Regions from separate parts of the Mus musculus genome. Here region 2 is linked to region 1. A link is a contact called in public HiChIP or PLAC-seq data. All regions are on one chromosome and are shown on one strand. The core of a region is the stretch at or near the end of the contact, and the rest is flanking DNA. Distances in the headings are between cores, read along the strand shown.

Region 1 (5,261 bases), core at 1,094-3,593:
GAGGAACTGAATGATGTGTCTCTTATAGTGCCTGCTGTGTTTCTACAGTACAGTTAGTCTGCAAGACTGTTTTTTCACTTACCGGCCAGAAAAAGTGGCTAATGGTCGGGAAGTGACCTACCTTTTCTAGAACTCCCGGTATTTCACCTTTAACCTTTACCATATCACCAAAGCTGCTCAGAGCAGCTGACTGAAATAGCCAAGGCCTGAGTGAAGTCTTAACTTGTCTCCTAAGTCTTTATTTTCCTTTATTATTATTATTATTATTTATATATTGTCTGTCTCTATAGCTCTGACTTTCCTGGAACTCCCTGTATAGACCAAGCTGGCCTTGCATTCACAAAGCTCTGCCTGCCTCTGCCTTCTGAGCCTTGAGATTAAAAAAGTGTGGGCCACCATGCCTGGCTTCATATTATTTTTACTATTTGTGTATATTGTGTTTTGCCTGTGTGTATGTGTATCATATGCATGTCTGGTGTCAAAAAAATCCAGGGCTAGGACATCAGACCCCTGGAACTGGAGTATAGTTAGAGCGGTCATGTGGGTGCTGGGAACTGAAACTGTGCCCTCTGGGAGAGCCCCTTTTCTAATTCCCTTAACATTTGTTCTTATTTATGTACATGTGTGTGCCCCAGGCTGGGTGTGGGGAAAGGCCCAGAGGGTGTTAGATTCCTTGGGGCTAGAGTTACTGTAGCTGGGAGTCTAGCTGCTAGGAACTGAACCTGGGGTCTCTGGAAGAGCAGCCTGTGTTCTTAACTGTTCAACCATCTCTCCAGCCCTGCAATTAATTCTAAATTTTCAGGTCACCCCCCCTGCCTCTCGGAATTAAAAGTCCTTCATTTTTAGTTCATAAAATATTACTATTCTGGAAAGTACTATCTTACCTTTTAGATTGGAATAGTGTTGAAACTTGTGCTTCATCTAACACTGCTTTTCAGTGTTATCTAAATTTATGTATGTTATTTTTTTGAGGCAGAGTCTTGTTGTATATTCCTGACAGGCTTTAATTTGCTACGTAGACCAGACTGGTCTTGAGTTTGTGGTAATTCTCTGCCTCCCCAGTGATGGCATACCAAACACTTTAAATAGATTTATGTGCGCGCATATATATATATATATATATATATATATACACACACACCATACATGTGTGTATATGTGTGGAGGGTGTGTGCACCTGGGAATGGAGGTTTCTATAGAGTCCAGAAGAAGACAGCAGATCTCCTGGAACTGGAGTTACAACCATAACAGCTAGACCTGGGTGGTGAGAATGGAACTGTCAAGTTATCTCTTGAGCTCCTCAGTCTAAATTTACAACATAGATGTTATCCCAAGAACCTCCACTACTAAATTATGTATTTGAAAAGGAAGATGTTTATTCCGAGTGCCTTGACACCCCAAAGCCAGAAATATGAGACTTGTTATTACTGCTGATGGCCAGACGTGGTGATGATCTTGGCACTTTGAGAGGCTGAGGCAAGAGGATTGTGTTAGTGTTCCATGTCAGCCTGAGCTACAGTGGAAACGCCCGAATAAAATAAGACCATCCTCCCCCTTCCCGACAGAACTATAAACAGGTGTGGACACCCACACCTGTAATTCCACTGGAGGTGAAGATAGAAGGATTGCTGAAATCAACAGTCAACCCAAATAGGGGCCCCTGAAAGACTGCTGCGATGGCTACTAATGCTTACCCTCTGGGGTCTGAGGGAGGAAGGTTCGCAGACAATTTGGCCTATAGGGACCAAATTTCAAAAAAGCTTAACGTTCTCTCTAGATTATTATCGAAGGAATTCTAAATATATAAAGAAGTGGCTGCGAAATAGGAATTCATGAAGAAAATCATTACTAAGCGAAGGTGTGCGCAGAAAGTTTGCCAAGTGGTAAGCGCTAGAATGGCTGGCTGCTCATGCGGTACACTGGGCAGAGGAAGTGACTAACACTGAGCAGGTTGTGGCCTCCTCTCCCCCCTGTCTGTCCTAGGATGGCGCCGTTCAGACATCTCTTCCGAATCCAAGTCACAAACTTACATTTCCAGGAGGTTGGGGAACCATATTGCCGCTTATTGCGGGGCCCGCGCACGCGCGGTAGTTACTGCTTCCCGCGAGCATGCGCAGGGTTGCTCGCCGCCATGGCGCACGCGCAGAGGGCATTGCTCCTAGCCCTCCTCTGGCATTTTCAATCGTGCGCAGGCGCACTACCCTGGGTTAAGCCCGCAGAAGTCAGAGGCCGTCCAGGTCTTTGCGTTTTTGTTGGGCGACCCGCGGCGCGCTGTCTGACGCGCACGATTGCGTCACTTCCGCCCCCTCCCGGGAGGCGGCGCTGGGCCGGTGGCAAGCCCCCGGAGGGAGCCGCAGTAGTACGACGAAAGATGGCGACGAGCGGCGGCGAAGAGGCGGCGGCAGCAGCTCCAGCGCCCGGAGCCCCGGCGACCGGGCAGGACACGACCCCGGGCTGGGAGGTGGCGGTGCGGCCCCTCCTGTCCGCGTCCTACTCCGCCTTCGAGATGAAGGAGTTGCCGCAGCTGGTGGCCTCAGTCATCGAGAGGTACCGGGCGGCGGCGCCGGCGGGCGGGGTGGGGGGGGAGGGGAGGACGGGCCGGTTCGTGAGTCCACTCTGTCAGGGAATCCACCCCACGCATGCCTTCGGGACTCCCGGGCGCTGGGAACGAGAGCGCCTCTGGTTTCCACCCAGCTCTGGCGTGAACCATCCCTGACTTGATTTACCCTCCGGAGCAAAACTTTTATGGTTGCTCTGGCTGGAGGGCGTGGCCGGACGCATTTGAGAACTGGCTATTGAGATGCACGGTGCTGCTGGGCCAGTGTCACCCGGCCCGCTGCCCCCGGCCCCCCCCCTCCCCATCCACCTCAGTCGCGTTAAGGTCAGGGCGTGGATGAGTTTGCATTTCTCCCTGTCACCAGAACCGGAGGTTTACTTTGGAGAGCTACCACATAGTTTAATAACGGTCTTTCTTTGGTGCTATGATAACTGGGGGCACGTGCTGTTTCTGTGACTGAAGCCACTAGTTACCACTGAATACTTCGGTTTTACTTTGCACTGTAATTGCGTATATCCGAGATCGGAGTCCTTCTCTTTCTCAATAAAATGCTTTACAGACTCTTATTTACGGGACTGTTCCTTGGCTTGCTGTTAATGTGTTCATACCTTTGTATACAGATTGTTAGATTGCAAGAGTCGTATTTCTTCATGGGAATGTGGTGATCTCTGTGTCTACCTTTTCCTGACTACGGGGCTCAGAGCAAATGAGTTTAATAGAAGACTCATGCTTTTAAAGCCTGTTTTCTCACTTTCGTTTTCCTAGCCAAACCAAGTTTACTTGCCCCAGTAACTCTCTGAAATTGCTAAGCGGGTCATTTTACCTTGCTGGTCAGCAGGATATGTCTAAAGGTTATTTGGAAAGTTGTGTTATTTGGAAATTGCTGTGGTTTGGCATTATTATTTATCACAACAACTGTCACTGCCTGTGATGTTTTGGATGAATGATCTTTAACAATTTATAATAAAATAGTGTCTGGGTTTGATAATTTAAGTTCTAACAAATAGATTTTCTTGCTTAATTATGCCCAAGGTTGTTTTGAAGATGAAAACAAGTATCAGAAAGTCTCAAATTATCTAGCATCTTTTTATTTTACCTTCTTTTCCTCCTTTTTTTTAAAAAAAATCCACGTGTATGTGTGTCTGTGTATTCGGATGCCCCAGGAGGCAGGAACAAGGCTTCAGATCCCCTAGAGATGGAGTTAGGGGCAGCAGTGACCTGCCTGGCACTAGCACTGGGATCTGAACTTGGGTTGGAAGAACAGGAAGTGCTCTTAACCACTGGACCATCTCTCTGCCCTATTGTAATTCAATTGTGTGTGTGTGTGTGTGTGTGTGTGTGTGTGTGTGAGAGAGAGAGAGAGAGAGAGGGAGAGAGAGAGACGAGAGAGAGAGAAGAGAGAGAGAGAGCACGCTTGTGCTTGAGCGCACTCTGGAGATCTGAGGACAAGTTTTAGGAGTTGATTCTCTCCTATCTTAGTGTCCAAGAATTGAACTCTGGTTATCAGGTTTGGGTGCCAACCCCTCAGCCCATCCTCAGCCAGCGGCAGCCTCCGATTTCACTGTTTAAATTGCTGCTAGTTTTCCTGAGTCATGCTTTCTGCTTACGGTCACAGTGTTCACTTCCTTGTAGACCTCTTTCCTTTGGGTTTATGGATGTGACCTGAGGTTATAGTGTTATTTGTTGATGATGTACATCCCATTTTCTTGGCCCTTGCATTTTAAACGTAGAGCAAACCCTAGCAACCTGGTGAATCCAAACACAGAACTAGATTTGAATTTTGCTAAGTGCTAGTGACCCTTCCACATTCTTAGTTATCTGAGAGAACCAGGGACTGCCTGTGTTTGTAGACAGGATTTTGGTCTTTATGGTTTTGGGAAAAGTGATGTGTGTATAGTACTGTGTTTTATTGGGAGTCAGGAGTTTTGAAGTTCGCATTCTGTTTTCTATAGCTTAGTTAAGTTTAAAATCCTGTTTTGTGTCTTCTTTGGAGAAATTTGAGCATAGAAAAAGGATACAACTCTGGCTTATACATCTCTCACCATGTAAGGCAGTTTGGTATTAAGTGTGTAGAACATAAGTCAGCCTTTCTCTAAAGGGTCAGATTGTAACTGCAGGTCTGGGGACTGTGTGGGCAGCCATGTATGAGTGTGTTTAATTTCTTACATGCCTTGAAATGTACACATTGTAGAAGATCTAGCCATTAAAAGATACAGAAACCAGCTACTCATAGGCATAGCTGGGTTTAGCCCCGGTGTGCTGACCCATCCCTTAGAGCACACTAACAACATCACTTTCTCAAATGTTTTCTCTCCAGAGAAATACAGCAGGGGACTCAGAAATGTGGATGCATTCATTGCCTAGGGCCTTGGGCCACTCAGTACTGAGTGTCGGGCTGGGGTGCACATTGTTTCCAGCTGTTGTAAGTTCAGGGCTTACTGGGCTACTGTTGTGCTAGTGGGAGGGTTGCTGTGTCTTCTGCACCTGCCTTGTCTTTTCTCTGGTTACAGCTGCCTGCCTTTTCTCCCTTGCCCCCTGGGAACCCTGCTTTTTCTGTGTCACTGTTTGTTGTGTTGGCTTCATCATCACAGTCCCTGTTTGTTTCTGACAATCTGCTCACACATTGAACTCTCCTGGAACTTCTGGGTCTGACACTGCCCCATGAGTGATTCTTTTCGATTTCTCCATTTTTCCCCTTGTCTCA
Region 2 (5,261 bases), core at 2,016-4,515, 110 kb after region 1:
TGTGCCCTCAGTCCCCAGGTTGTCTGTCCATCTCTGCAGGGTCCTCATGGACAGACTTTGCTCTGCTTTTCCAGGTTGACAGACAAGGCGGTGAAGGACTATTCTGCGTACCGTTCTTCCCTGCTCTTCTGGGCTCTCGTCGATCTCATTTATAACATGTTTAAGGTAAGGAGCTTCAGGGCCCACCAGCTCCGAGGGTTGGAAGATGTGTGTGTCCTTGGCTTAAACCCCCTTGGTGGTCACAGCCCGAGGCTCCTTACTGGCTTTGGGTTCTTTGCTCTTGAAAGTCTCCACTTGGGGAGAGGTGAACACCCTCAGCTCAGACCCTCACTTCCAGCTGTCAGCAACTGAGGCCACCTTGTCACACACCCTCCATACAGTAAGCACTAAGCTCTAAGCACTCTGATAGCCTGCCTGCTCTTGCTCTTATGTAACACTTCATCCCATGGCCCCTACCGGCGATATGCCTGGACCCACACATCTTGGGGGAGGGTAATGAGCCTTTTGGTCATCAGTGCAGTGGTCCAGTCAGAGCTTGCTTTCAGAAATGCAGGTGTGGGGCTGTCCCATGTTGAAACTGTGAGATCATGTAGAACGTTGCATAAGCAAAGAGAATCAGGCCAGTGAGCCCTGCAGGCAGGCCCTCCTTGCTTCCAGAAAGGCTCTGTCGTATGTTGGTGGGCTCTCCATAGCACTGAGACGGTCTGCCTGACTAGACACAGAGCCAGCTCCGTTCACTTACTCACCTGGCCCATGTCCCACTGATTGTTGTAGAAGGTGCCCACTAGTAACACTGAGGGCGGCTGGTCCTGCTCTCTGGCCGAGTACATCCGCCACAATGACATGCCCATCTACGAAGCTGCCGACAAAGCCCTGAAAACCTTCCAGGAGGAGTTCATGCCAGTGGAGACCTTCTCGGAGTTCCTCGACGCAGCAGGTCAGTGCCGGTTTCTGTTTTGTTTGGTTTGGTTTGGTTTGGTTTGGTTTTGTTTTGTTTTGTTTTGTTTTGTTTTGTTTTGTTTTGTTTTTCGAGACAGGGTTTCTCTGTATAGCCCTGGCTGTCCTGGAACTCACTCTGTAGACCAGGCTGGCCTCGAACTCAGAAATCCACCTGACTCTGCCTCCCGAGTGCTGGGATTAAAGGCGTGCGCCTGGCCAGTGCAGTTTTCTCTTGTAGAGATTCTCTGGAGCAAAGCCCAAGTCTGCCTCAGTGAACTGGCCATTATCTTCATCTTCACAGAGCAGAAGTAGGCGCACACTAACCCCCTCCAGTCATAGGAAAGGTGTCCATTCAAACAGCCCACTCATCAGCAGGAGTGGAACTTGCTTTTAGTGGCTGTGCATCTCTGGGTTCCAGGACAGCCAGGGCCACAGAGAAAAACCCTGTCTCAAAAAAAAAAAAAAAAAAAAAAGTGAAAACACCCCCAGATGAAAAAGCTAAGTTCAGCATGCCCTGTCCATTGCCTCAGCTCGACCACTGGCACGGGAGTCCAGCATTCTGGATTACTCTCTTAGCATCATTCTCTTATACTGTTAGTAGAGGCTGTGGAGGTTAAGTAAGCAGATGTGGGAGAGTAGGAACTCCTGGTTCCAACCTTTCGTCAGGGTTAACAGGAGAAAGGGCACTCCTGCCTTCCCCTGCCTCCCAGCCCTGGGCAGTAGGTGGAGAGGCATCACCCCAAGGGTGACATGGGAGCAGATGCTCCACAGCTCCCAGCCCCTCAAGTCCATGCTCTCCCATACAAACTCTTTGTGGGAGTTGGACTCTCAGATGCAGGCGCTTTAACACTCACCTGCATTTCATAGCTAAAAAGTGTTGGGAGCAGAGCATGGCCTGGGCTCAGGCTTGGGAAGATCAGCCCAGGATTAGAGATTCCAGCTCCTGGGTCCCAGAGCTGTTGTGTCACAGCCTCCACTGGCGCTGTCTTGGGGGGGGGGGGTCGGGAGACTGCACCAAAGCAGATGTAACTGGACCTGCCCAGCTTCTGTTGTCAGCCGGCTCCATGCTTCTGCACTTTCTGGTGTTCACTGTGGGAATTGTATACGGGCAAGGGAGAAATCCCCCAGGCTCTGTTGCCAAGGGAACGGTGCTGTTAACATCTCCGCTCACCTTTGTATCCTCGGGAAGGAGGCCCACCCACTAGTCGAGAGCCTGTCTGCATGTACCCTTCTGGTTTCCAAGCACTGAGCACGCTCTGCCTAAGATGGTGTCTCTGGGTCTGCCCTGCTGTCTGAGCTGCCGTAGTCTCCTTGCTCACCTCTGTTTCCTACTTTATGGCTCCTTAGTCCTCCTGACTGTGTCTTCCCAGCCTGGCTGTTGAGGCAGCTCACTGTTTCCCTCAGAGTTAGTCTTGAGCAAGAGCACAGAGCTCACCTGTGTCCTCAGCCAAGGTCTGTGCTCATCACAGATGGCAGAAATGACGACAGAAGTCAAAGCCAGTGAGAAGAGGTAGCCAGGGCGAAGGACTCACCCACCCCAGGCCTCGCCCCGCACAGGCCCTAGGCATAGAGTCTCTAGCCTCTTTTGTGAGGCTAGGCTTGCGCTTTTTTTTTAAAAATAAATCATTCCATTCGTTTACATCTCAAATGATATCCCACTTCCCAGTTACCCATCTACATCCACCCTCTCCCCACTCCCCTTTGCCTCTATGAGGGTGCTCACCCATCACTCACCCTCTCCTGCCCCACTGCTCCAGCATCCCTGTACCCTGGGGCATCAAACCTCCACAGGACCAAGGGCCTCCCTTCCCATTGCTATCAGGTAAGGCCATCCTCTGCTACATATGTATCTGGAGTCATGAAGGCCAGACTTTTAAACCTTAATTCAGACCTTTAAACTACCAGAGCACTGGGTATGCTCTATTCAGACTCAAGAACAAAACACTTTCCAGAGCCAAGAGAGACAGCCTGGCTGCATTTGTTCCTGCAGATGCTCTGAGGGATGACGTGTTCGGATGCTCAAGTTTAACTTGAGGCTTTAGTATTTGCTCTGCACTAGTGATGAGGTCAGGTGCCGGGCCAAGGACTTGATGTAGAGAGTGCACTGGGTCCTTCCACTAGGAAGGCCATCCTCAGTTAGTCCCCATGGCAGGCAGGGAGGGATCCCTGTTGTCTCTTTCTGAAAGCTGAAGCAATGGAGCCCTGAGCTCTGGCAGCTTGCTTAGGAAGCCTGTGGTGGGATCGAAGCCCAGAAGAATCAGAGGCCTCTGTCCTGCTCTGACCTTCAGCCCATAAGACCATCAGCATTTGCCTTTCTTTGACCAGTTTAAAATGACAAAGGCTGAGGATGAGGCTCTGAGTTCTGATCCCCAGAAAAGCCAGGTGCAGGTGTAACTCTAGCGCTGGGAAACTGCCTCTAGTAGGATCCCAGGCTGAGCTTGCTGGCCAACCAGTCTAGCCAGCCGGTGAGCTTTAGGTTCAGTGAGAGAACCAATCTTAGAAAAGAAGGCGAGGGCCATGGAGAAAGACCATGTTCACACACACGCACATCACCACTCTGGGGTAGGGGAGTGTGGCTCAGCTGGAAGAGTGCTTGCTTGCTTGGGATGCATGGAACACTGAGTTCTGTCCCTCCAGCACCATATATACCAGGCATAGTAGCACAGAAGTTCAAAGGAGGTTGTCAGCTACATAGTGAGTTTGAGGCCAGTCTGGGATCAGGAACAAGACAAGAAAGAAAAACTTGGGAGTTGCAGTATTTTATAGCCCCTTGAGTGACCCCTGGACAGGTGGAAATCCTCCACTCCAGGGAATTTAAAATGGTATCTGCCACACTGTCCTAGCAGCACCCACTTCTCAAGCAGAGTATTAGTCACACAGTGGTCACCTCCCCTCCATTGCTGGAATCCCATCAGAGCATGCTGGCACAGTATATCCTATTCGTGAACCAGGCTTCTGTGACTCGGTGGGGCTGGGGGCCCTGTGCTACTCCCACTCACACTGTCTTTGCTTTCCAGGTCTTCTATCAGAAATCACCGATCCAGAGAGCTTCCTAAAGGACCTGTTGAACTCAGTCCCCTGACCATCCCCATGGAAATGAGATTGAAGCTAGCTTGCATTCTCCCCTCATTCATCTCTCCGTGTGCACTCATTTCCCCCACGGATGCTGCATTAGCACCCCCTCCTCCCTCAGTTTTCTCGGAGTGGTTTGGGGTCTGTAGGCTTCCTGTTCTATCACGTGTGTGTGTGTGCTGCGCAGGCTATGAAGTTGTCTGTAGCTCAAGCCATTGAAGGACCTATACGTACCTAGGAGCTGTGAGCTGTCCCGGCCAGCTTGAGTGTGTACATCTTGAAATAAATGAATGACTTAGTACACATTGGAAAGGGGTCTAGCTGCTGCTTGCCCAGTGCTTTCCAGTGAACTCACAGCCTTGCAGTGACACACCAGGAAGACTGCTGGAGTTGAATTGTGTTCTCTGGGGTCTGATGGTTTTTTTGTCCCTAGCCAAAAGAGGGCTCAGCAGAGCAGGCCCTGGTCAGCATCTACTTCAAAGGCCTTGAAAGCATTTGACAGTCTCCTGCTGGCTGCCAGGCAGAGAGGAGAGACTTCAGGGAAGGGTGAGAATAGTGAGAATAGCTGTGTCCACTGCTAGGGCTCTTCTGCCCACCGCCCTAGGAAGAGCCTGTGCATTGTTCTGCACCCCAAGTCGCCTGCTGAGACCTCAGTTGACAGGTGAGGCGCCTCTGAACTTAGTATCTGGACCTCTGAGACCTGCCCCCACCTCCTGGCTCCTGAGAGCCTTTCTCAGACTTCAGCAAAAGGCTGACCCAGTCACAGCCTGTCGGGAGGAAGAGCTGGCTAACTCCCATCAACCAAAGGCTTTGGTGACATCAGCCCCTCTGAATGTCTGGTTCACAAGGTTGCTCCCTGGACCAGACCATCTGGGCCTGTGATGCCTCTGGTCTCCTTTGGATGACTTCCACAACCAAGGCACCATGTTGCTTCCCCAGAGCCTTTGCAGCCAAAAGGCAAGAGTATTGTGCTTAGCTCTAACAGAGAGACAAAGGCAGTTTGTTTGGGTGCTGTCCCAAAGCCCTGGCAGGCCAGAGCACAAGCAACTGGGGGTTGAGTTAGCCCTGGAACTGCCAGGCAGGCTTCCCTTCCTGATGCAGCCTGGGGCCAGCCTGCCCTGGAGGAAAGACATAGCATCTCCTTGGAAGAGGGCTGCTTTCCCAGCTGCTTAGATTCTGCAGCTTTTTCTCATATAACTTGGGTTCAGCAAGTAAGGTGGGGACCTTGGCATTGTTCTTTTGGATCCCCC

Evidence for each region. HiChIP or PLAC-seq counts read pairs in DNA pulled down with a chosen protein or histone mark.
Region 2: a contact with region 1 is called in an H3K4me3 HiChIP or PLAC-seq map of embryonic stem cells, with 13 read pairs. The contact joins the enhancer-like site here to the promoter of Ubr4 in region 1. A contact is called at or near these places in 1 of 39 promoter capture datasets (macrophages), 2 of 115 datasets of contacts at active chromatin or transcription factors (both in embryonic stem cells) and 1 of 9 other capture datasets (adipose tissue).

Annotation. Positions count from the first base shown.
Region 1 is chr4:139,378,316-139,383,576 of GRCm38.p6, forward strand. It overlaps Ubr4 (ubiquitin protein ligase E3 component n-recognin 4), which reads left to right and starts at 2,344. Exons shown (of 106, transcript NM_001160319.1): 1 at 2,344-2,547. The coding sequence starts at 2,372. Emc1 (ER membrane protein complex subunit 1) reads left to right here. Exons shown (of 24, transcript NM_146157.4): 24 at 1-420.
Region 2 is chr4:139,485,211-139,490,471 of GRCm38.p6, forward strand. Ubr4 (ubiquitin protein ligase E3 component n-recognin 4) reads left to right here. Exons shown (of 106, transcript NM_001160319.1): 104 at 75-165; 105 at 775-937; 106 at 3,957-4,323. The coding sequence ends at 4,021. Among named protein-coding and RNA genes, the nearest start is that of n-TVaac1, 57 kb to the left of the region's middle. Within about 2 kb of position 3,266, at least 20 of the 459 cell types and tissues checked have an H3K27ac peak or open chromatin away from gene starts, as enhancers often do. A contact at or near this core is called in embryonic stem cells, where this site is marked.